Regions from separate parts of the Mus musculus genome. Here all the other regions are linked to region 1. The links are chromatin contacts, called in public Hi-C and HiChIP or PLAC-seq maps. All regions are on one chromosome and are shown on one strand. Each heading gives the region's core, a stretch centred on a gene start, on an enhancer-like site or on the middle of the called end of the contact. The rest is flanking DNA. Distances are from core to core; before and after follow the strand shown. Region 1 holds the start of Ptprg (protein tyrosine phosphatase, receptor type, G). Region 2 holds the start of Thoc7 (THO complex 7). Region 3 has its middle 55 kb from the start of Gm41097.

Evidence for each region. A called contact is a pair of places that touch in the nucleus more often than the background predicts. HiChIP or PLAC-seq counts read pairs in DNA pulled down with a chosen protein or histone mark.
Region 2: an H3K4me3 HiChIP or PLAC-seq map of embryonic stem cells shows a contact between it and region 1, with 6 read pairs. The contact joins the promoter of Thoc7 here to the promoter of Ptprg in region 1.
Region 3: a contact with region 1 is called in a Hi-C map of the N1E-115 cell line, with 15 times the contacts expected there. The contact joins the enhancer-like site here to the promoter of Ptprg in region 1. A contact is called at or near these places in 5 of 39 promoter capture datasets (cranial neural crest, hippocampal neurons, liver and 2 more), 4 of 484 Hi-C or Micro-C datasets (the N1E-115 cell line, cortical neurons and uterus), 12 of 115 datasets of contacts at active chromatin or transcription factors (SST interneurons, VIP interneurons, astrocytes and 9 more) and 1 of 9 other capture datasets (liver).

Annotation. Positions count from the first base shown.
Region 1 is chr14:11,552,234-11,554,833 of GRCm38.p6, forward strand. It overlaps Ptprg (protein tyrosine phosphatase, receptor type, G), which reads left to right and starts at 1,320. Exons shown (of 30, transcript NM_008981.3): 1 at 1,320-2,099. The coding sequence starts at 2,015.
Region 2 is chr14:13,960,030-13,962,629 of GRCm38.p6, forward strand. Thoc7 (THO complex 7) reads right to left here and starts at 1,284. Exons shown (of 8, transcript NM_025435.3): 1 at 1,156-1,284. The coding sequence starts at 1,174. It also overlaps a transcript of Atxn7 not described here.
Region 3 is chr14:9,392,302-9,394,901 of GRCm38.p6, forward strand. No RefSeq gene overlaps it. Among named protein-coding and RNA genes, the nearest start is that of Gm41097, 55 kb to the right of the region's middle. Within about 2 kb of position 1,325, at least 25 of the 459 cell types and tissues checked have an H3K27ac peak or open chromatin away from gene starts, as enhancers often do. A contact at or near this core is called in the N1E-115 cell line, where this site is marked.

The DNA.
Region 1 (2,600 bases), core at 70-2,569:
CAGACTCTCAGAGCATCTGTATAGTATTTGAAAACCGAAAGAACATCCGGTTGAGATGTTTGGGTGGGTGTGGGACAGTGCCGCGTTGCGATGAAACGGCAAGGGGACACTTTAAAAATATGTCCATATCCTTTTCATAGAGTGGCAGAACAACTATGAAAAAAATACAAATGGCTAATTACGTTGGCTCAATTACAAATTTGATGGAAAAAAAAAACCCAAACCAAAACCTGCCTCCCCTCTTTTAGCACCAACGTAGGAGGAAAAAATAGGTTGCTGAAAAGCCCAAGCGATAAAGATCTCTGTGAGAGCCAAGGGACAAAACTCATTACAGATAAACCTAGCCCTTGCATTTCCCCCGGATGCCTCTCCCTGTAGTTTACTTAAGCCGTGTCTCCTAGGACGGCTGCGGGAAACCAGTCCTGCCCCGGGGTGCTGCTTTCCCCTGCCCCGGGTGAGAGGCGCACTTCATTTGCCCTCTGCCTAACCAGGCCAAGTTGCAGCCACCTTCTTCCCGAATCCGGGGGTTGGGAAAACTCCGCGACAGACCTTCGTAGTTTGGGGAAAAGTCCACGACAGACCTTCGTGGTTTGGGAAAAGCCGATGTGGGCCTGGAGCTGGATTTTGCTAGCCTGGGATGGACTCCCGTCCCTTTCCCTATCTCCCAGAGGTAGATTCGAACAATGGAAGCTCGGAAAGGGGGAAGGGGAAACAACAACAACAAAAAAACCTCAATGAAACCTGAGTGCAAAGGCCGCTGGGCTTTGTCTCTTAGCCCGGGAACGCAGCAGGAGAGGGACGCTGGAGGTGCACCCCGTCAAGACACCGTCCAGGTGGTGAGGCCTTACGGAAGTCCCCTCTCCATGAAAATGTAGCTGCTGGTCCTTTCCTCTCCCCCAGATTCCAACCAGACCACCCTTTCCCCCTCCCCCAAGTTCCGGATCCATGAACGAGGTCAGGGATCTCTCCGAATCCGTACTTCGTCTTTAAGAACTCGAAAATGGAGCAAAGCCATGCCGACCCTGGATGGCAGCTGGTCTCTTCCCTGTCTTCAGGGTTACCAGCTCCCCTAAACGCACACCCATAGCCCTAGGCACGCCTGGAGAGGAGAGTAGTGCAAGTCCTTGGAAGCCGGAGCCCAGCACGGCCGCTTTAAGAGACGCGCGCCCCCGCCGGCGGCAGCTCGGGGATGCGCGTCACCGCGCGCCCGTGCTTGCGCGCCCCCGCCGCCGCGCGCCCCCAGCTCGCTCGCTCGCCCGCTCGCCGGCTTTAAAGTCTCTGCCAGGATCCATGCTCACATGTTACTTCCTGTATGGAGGCATGGCCAGTTTCCAGCCCCGCGCTCTCGGTTCCTCCCCAGCCTGCGCCGGAGCCACAACTTTCAGGAGCATGGACTGAAGGCGCCCTCGCCCCGGCGCCCCTCTGAGATCCTTTGTGTTTCCCTGCGCTCCACTGGCCGTTTGTGTTTTGGGGGGCTCTGCGCTCCGCCCCGCCGCTTCCCTCCCTTTCCAGGCTCGCAGACATGCCTCCTTCCTTGCCGGGGCCCTGGAAGGAGCTGCCCGCCTGAAGCCCGGAGCCGCCGCGCCGCGCACAGCCCCGCCGTCGCCCGCTGGTTCTCGGGCTGCGCTGCGCTGCCGACTCAACTTGGGGCTCTTCCGCTGCTAGCCACCGCCACCCGCGGTCCCTGCCTGCTCCGGGCCCCGGGCTCTGCCGCCGTGCGTCTTCTCCTCGCCCTGCCTGTCGGCTGGATCGTGTCTGAGCGGAAAGCAGCCCTTCTCCTCCGAGAGGATCGTCCCTAGCTTGGCTTTGCATTCCCGGTCACTTTTTGAGGTTTTCTCGGGAGCGCTTGGCAGCTTCCCGGATTCCAGCGGGACCGGTGGCCGAGTGTGGGGGGCCCCGTGTGGCGGGCGAGCCGTGAAAGCCTCCAGGCTTAGCGGAGCCTCGCTCGGAAGCAAGAACTTATTCAACAAGTTTACCCCCCCTGCCTTTCTCTTTTCGATGTGCGTTTTCGGACATGCGGAGGTTACTGGAACCGTGTTGGTGGATTTTGTTCCTGAAAATCACCAGTTCTGTGCTTCATTATGTGGTGTGCTTCCCGGGTGAGTGAGGGCCGCCGATGGGACGCGTCTCTGGCCGGCGCGCGGGGTATGCGGAGTTGTCGCCGGGGCGCGGAGCTTGGGCGCCAGTCTAGGGACCGCGGAGAGGGTGAAGGGGGGCCGGGCTACCGAGGAGGAAAGAGAGCTCTGCTTCATTGGCTCCGGCAGTGTTCTAGGAGGCTGATGGTCAGAGAGGGCAGAAGCAGTGGCGGGCTGGAAGGGAGGGTTGGGGACTCAGAGATGTGCTCTGACTGTGGCTTGGGAAGCTTGAAGCATCTGGAGTATGGGAGGGCGGGGGAAGGCGACTTGCTTTGCTGATCCGGAGCTGATCCGGAGGGCTATAGTTGCACGATAGGATGTCTGGGGAGATTGGCTGTGGGAAGGATGCTCTGTTGGTTTGAGTAATATGGGGTGCTCCCGTTGCTTCTGCGGGGATAGAAGGAGCTCATAATCGTGGCTCACTTTGCATCCCTCCGACCCTTTGTAGGGGGGAGGGCGGCGTTT
Region 2 (2,600 bases), core at 34-2,533, 2.4 Mb after region 1:
GTCACTTGTAATTCCAGTTTTAAAACACCTATTTACCCTTCAAAGGAAGGGGGAAAGCAAATTTGTCAAGTTTTCTAATCACCAGTAGAAAGACCACCTCAGTTCAATTCCCAGGACCCATCTGGTGGAAGTGAAGAAGTGACTTCAGCAAGTGTCCTCTGACTGCCACTCTAGTAGGGTGGCCTGCCTGGGGGAGGGAGGGAGGCAGAGACAGCTCAAAGAGAGGCAGGCAGGCGCGCGCGCGCGCACACACACACACACACACACACACACAGCCACCCTACCAATTTTTAATGTTTACAGCCACTGCAGACGTATAAGAGGAAACACCTTTACCTGCTGCTTCTGGGTATCAAACGTGTTCAGTAAAGTATTGCCTAGAAGTAAGCTAAGTACTTCCTGAATAAATTAAACTCGAATTAAAAAAAAACAAAACCAAGGTTAAAATCCCCCCTACCAAGTTCCGAGGCCTTTATTTATACCCACATCGGTATTTCCTCGGCCCGTCCTCAAATTTGGGCCGATCGTTGTTCATTTCTGGAAGTCCCCTGTTTCTCCACTGGGATCCATAGCTATTGATCAGCCCATCAAACAACATCAAGCCACCGGAACCTTTCTACCAAAGCGGGTACCTTCTCAGTTCCTGCTCCAGTTGCCTATCGTGTCAGTCCATCCTTCTCCCAAACGCGCTCTTATTTCTGCTCTCAGCCCACAGACATCTACTGTCCACCATCCATCACTCCTAATCCACTCAGGCCAACAACTCACCCGCTCCAACATGCCTTCCTTTTGTTGCCGCGGTCCAAGCCGCCGGCCTCTTCCCATGCTGGCGCCTTACCTTGTAAGTCGCCCAGATACACTTCCCGACCGGCCCTCCAGACACCCCTGTTCCTCTTAGCCGCCGTCCCCAGCTCGGGGTCCTCACTCCACCGCCCTCCGAGCTCCTGCGCTCCCTGGGGCCCGCCGCGCTGCCCGTGGGCCCGACCCAGCCCGGCCCGGGAAGCCCCCCAGGCGGCCCCCTCGGGGCACTGCATCGCCCGGGCCGAGCGAGCCGCCCTGCGCCTCTCCCCGCCGCGCACCGCCCCGGGAGCCCCCCACCCCAGACGGCCCGGATCCCGGCGCTGCCCCGCGTCCCCGCACCCGCCGAGGCCTCACCGTCAGTCACGGCTCCCATGGCGTGCGCGGCGGCGGCGGCGGCCGAGCTGAGGCGGCGGTTGGCGGCGAAGGTCAAACTCCCACAATGCAGCCGGGTAAACAGTCATGGAGGAGGAGGCGGCGGCGCCCGCCGCCCTCTCCGACTTTTGAGTCGCGCCGGCGCGCGCGCCGCGCCGCCGCGGACCCGCGCTCGCCGCTCTCCTGGGGCGCGGAGCGGCCGGCGGGTGAAGGGCGAGACGGGCGGCGGGAGGGCGGGCGGCGGCGGCTGGGCCCGGGGACACCGCCGTCCCGCCCTGCCCGCGCCCACAGGCCGCCCTGGAGGCCGCGGCCAGCCGCCAGGTGAGCTTCGGGCTGCGCGCGCTCGCGGGGCTCCGCGCCTGACGCTCCAGGTGACCTCTGTCCCGGGCTGCCCCGACCGTGCGCTCCGGTGGGACGGGGGCGCGGCCACTGCCGCCGTGGGTCTCGAACCCGTATTCTTGAGGCGGGCGCGGCAAGCCATCCTCCCTTCCTGAGCTCTGGCGGGTGCTGGCGAAGCGGGGGAAAGAAACTTGGTCACCTGTCTGGGGAGCGTCACTCAGGACCCAGGGCTCAGGTCCCTCCGGTTCTCACCTCTCATCCAGTTCTCCCTCGCTGCTGGAATCCAGATGGGGTGCCTTCATTTTCATACTAACTTTGCTTTTCAAAAACTGCTTCTTAAAGGGAAGTTGAAAGTAGGTGTTGGGGGTGGGGGTGCTGCTCATTGCAAACACATTACTTGGGGGTGCGGAGTACACATTTCTAGAACACACTGCAGGTTATAGTGTCATCTCTTCTGAAAAATGAAATAAACCACCCCCCTCCCGGGGGGGGGGGGGGAGTCGGGCAGTGAATGCGCTCGCCTTTAGTCCCAGCACTTGGAAGGCAGAGGCAGGCAGTCGAGGCCAGTCTGGTCTACAAAGTGAGTTCCAGGACAGCCAGGGCTACACAGAGAAACCCTGTCTCGAAAAACAAAAAACAAAACAAAACAAAACAAAAAAACAAAACAAAACAAAACAAAACAAAAAATCATTTTGATTCAACATTGAGGAATGTTCTCCTAGTGGAACCATGTTCCTGTTGAGAGTTGATTTGACCTCCAACAGGGTAGAGTTTGACTTTATAACCCAGGTTTTTGTTTATCAGTTTTCATGATCCCAATCCCTTGAACCTTCAGATCCTGCATAAGGCAATGGTGTGGGGTCATTTTTTGGTTGTTGAGATTTCTTAAGTGGGATCCATGCATCGGCCCTGTGTTCCCTCAGTTCTTTCTAGCGGAAGACTTGGGATCATTCAAGGGAGGTGGTTTTTAACCTCTAGGCAGAACTATGTATGGGTCAAATACAGTATCTACTTTTGTCACAAAGGCAGAAATTACCCTGAATGAAGATTTTGAAGCATAAATGACCTCTTCCAAATGTGGAACTGCT
Region 3 (2,600 bases), core at 75-2,574, 2.2 Mb before region 1:
CCTACCCCTCAGAGCTAAAAACATCTTACCTTCCTCACATACAGTGTTGATCTCTTGAGCCCTGCCTTAAGAGGGAGACAGCCCAGCTTATGTACATAAATAAGAATCATAATTATAATAATAAAAGCTTGCTTTAATTGTTTGTTTTAAATAATCTGGCCATGATGATTTGAGTCGGTGGTCTTTCTCTTTGAATCGTTGAAAAGAACATGGCCTGCCTCAGTTTCCTTGTCTTTAAAATGACAATTTCACTGGAATCATCCTCATGAGGTTGTTTAGAGAATTACATGAATTATTAATATACAAACGCACATGTGACAGTAGTTAGCACATTGGCCAGAGTCGTAGGGATTTTATTGCTACGATGAAACATCATAACGAAAGAGCAAGTTGAGGAAGATTGGCTTACACGTCCATGTTGCTGTTCATCACTGAGGGACGTCAATGCAGGAACCCAATCAGGACAGGAACCTAAGACAGGAGCTGATGCAAAGGCCATGGGGAGATGCTGCTTACTGGATTGCTTCCCATGACTTATCCAGCCCCCTTTCTTACAAAACGCAGAAGCATCACTGCAGGGATGGCACCGTCTACCATGAGCTGGCCCCTCCCCCACTGATAAATAATTGAGAAAACGCCTTACAGCTGGATCTCATGATGACATTTTCTCAACTGAGGCTCCATCCTCTCTCAGGACTCTTGCTTGGGGCAAGTTGACACATAAAACTAGCCAGTATATCCAGAATCTACATAGGGCTCAGAAGCAGTCTCAAAGGCACAGCTTGCCCTGTGTCCAGAACTTTCTACTGTATGTAAAGCCTTCTGAGTTTGAAAATTGTTTAAAATGAGGCCACCTGAGTTGCTCTGTGCCTTGGAGAGGTGGAACCCCAAAACAGAACAGGCAGCAGGTGTCTTGTTCACTCAGCTCCAATGGCATGATTCCTTGGCTTCCTCTATAGGCTGCAATCCCACAGGCCTGAAACCCTACGGAAAAGAAGGGAGAGGCAGAGGAACTCTGGAGCCCTGTGCTGGTCTGAAACTGCACAGGCCTTGGAACACAGGCTCTGATGCACTCCCAGCCAGGCCAAAGGACAAAGCAAGGAAACCAGTTATCAGAACACCCAGCTGGCTCTCACTGGATGACTTCCTGCTTCTTGAGTTGAAAAGGCTGATGGTGTTCCTAGAGACAAGCAAGAGCCAGTTGTCACAGGAGAAGCAGCATGGCAGTGTGATTCAAGCTGTGACCTTTCAGAGACTCCAACTGTGTCTGGGTTTTCCATTTGCAAGCCCATAGCTAGAAACTCTACCTCCTCAGCAGAAAGTGTCCTCTTCCCAGCAGTTCTCCACTCCGGCCAGCAGATGGTGCAGTTTCCCCTGCGTTCCAGACAGTGTCTTGCTTTAAATCTGAAAGACAAATTGCCTATTTTGCTGGTAATATAAAAAGTAGAGGTCAAAATATCTTAGAGACGACAAGTTGAAAGATCTTTAAAACCTTTGCTTTTGTAGACACTAGATGAAATATGTGTTGTGATTTACAAAACTTTTATCTTATTATCTCAGCCCTCCCCCCAAAAAAGAAAAAGATCAAAATTGATTTTAACTTCCTTTTGGAAAAGGGCTTCAGCTGAGTCCTCCCTCTGTGTTTGACTGGCAGACTTTAAATTGAATTATTCGACTCTCTACTGTTGTATTGTATTACTAGTGTTTTAATGATATTGATAATGAGAAACAATAGAGTTTTACAGGCACTATCATGCTTTAGCCCCACAACACAAACTAGATGCCAGAATACACACTGATTGTATAGCCAAACCCTGAGGCTAAATCAGCACGCACATGCTTAGTGTGTCAGGGCAAGAGCTACTAAGAGTTAGTTTAATGAAAAGGTCGTTATCTTAAGTAAAAGCATGGTTGCCATCCCATTTAACTGTTAATTCTGCTATTTTCCCATGCCCTGGTTAGCTAAACTTAACACAAGACAGATTGTACACTAAATTACCAACAATGGCAGCTACAACGCTGGCAGCACTTACTCTGCATTGGGTGCTATGATGAAAGAAGCTTTAAAATCCCACAACAGGGCGCCATGGGGATGGCTCTGTAGTCAAAGCCCTTGCTCTGCAAGTGTGAAGATGCAGGTTCAGATCCCCAGAACCTATGCAGATGCCAGTTGAGTATGGCAATCTGCCTGGAAGGCAGGGTTTCCCAGCACAAGCTGGCTAAGGAGACCAACCATATAGGAAAGCTCTGGGTCTGACTGAGAGATGCTGCCTCAAGGTATGGTAGAGAGTATCTACCTCAGTCCTCAGGCCAACCCCCACCACACACACACACACACACACACACACACACACACACACACACACACACAAATGGAAAACCAGATTTGGTTACTTAAAATCCACAGCAGTGTTGGTGGGTAGGAACTGCCTAACAGTCATGTCACTGGTAAGAGAAATGAGGCCCAGTGAGGCTTAGTAATGTCACTTGCTAATTCCAGCACTCATATCTGCCACTTTCCTATTAGTGGCCTCCTGTCTTTCCTGTCATGGTTGCCTGACTGAATTTGCCTCTGTGTATTTCTTGGTTTCATGGTGGCA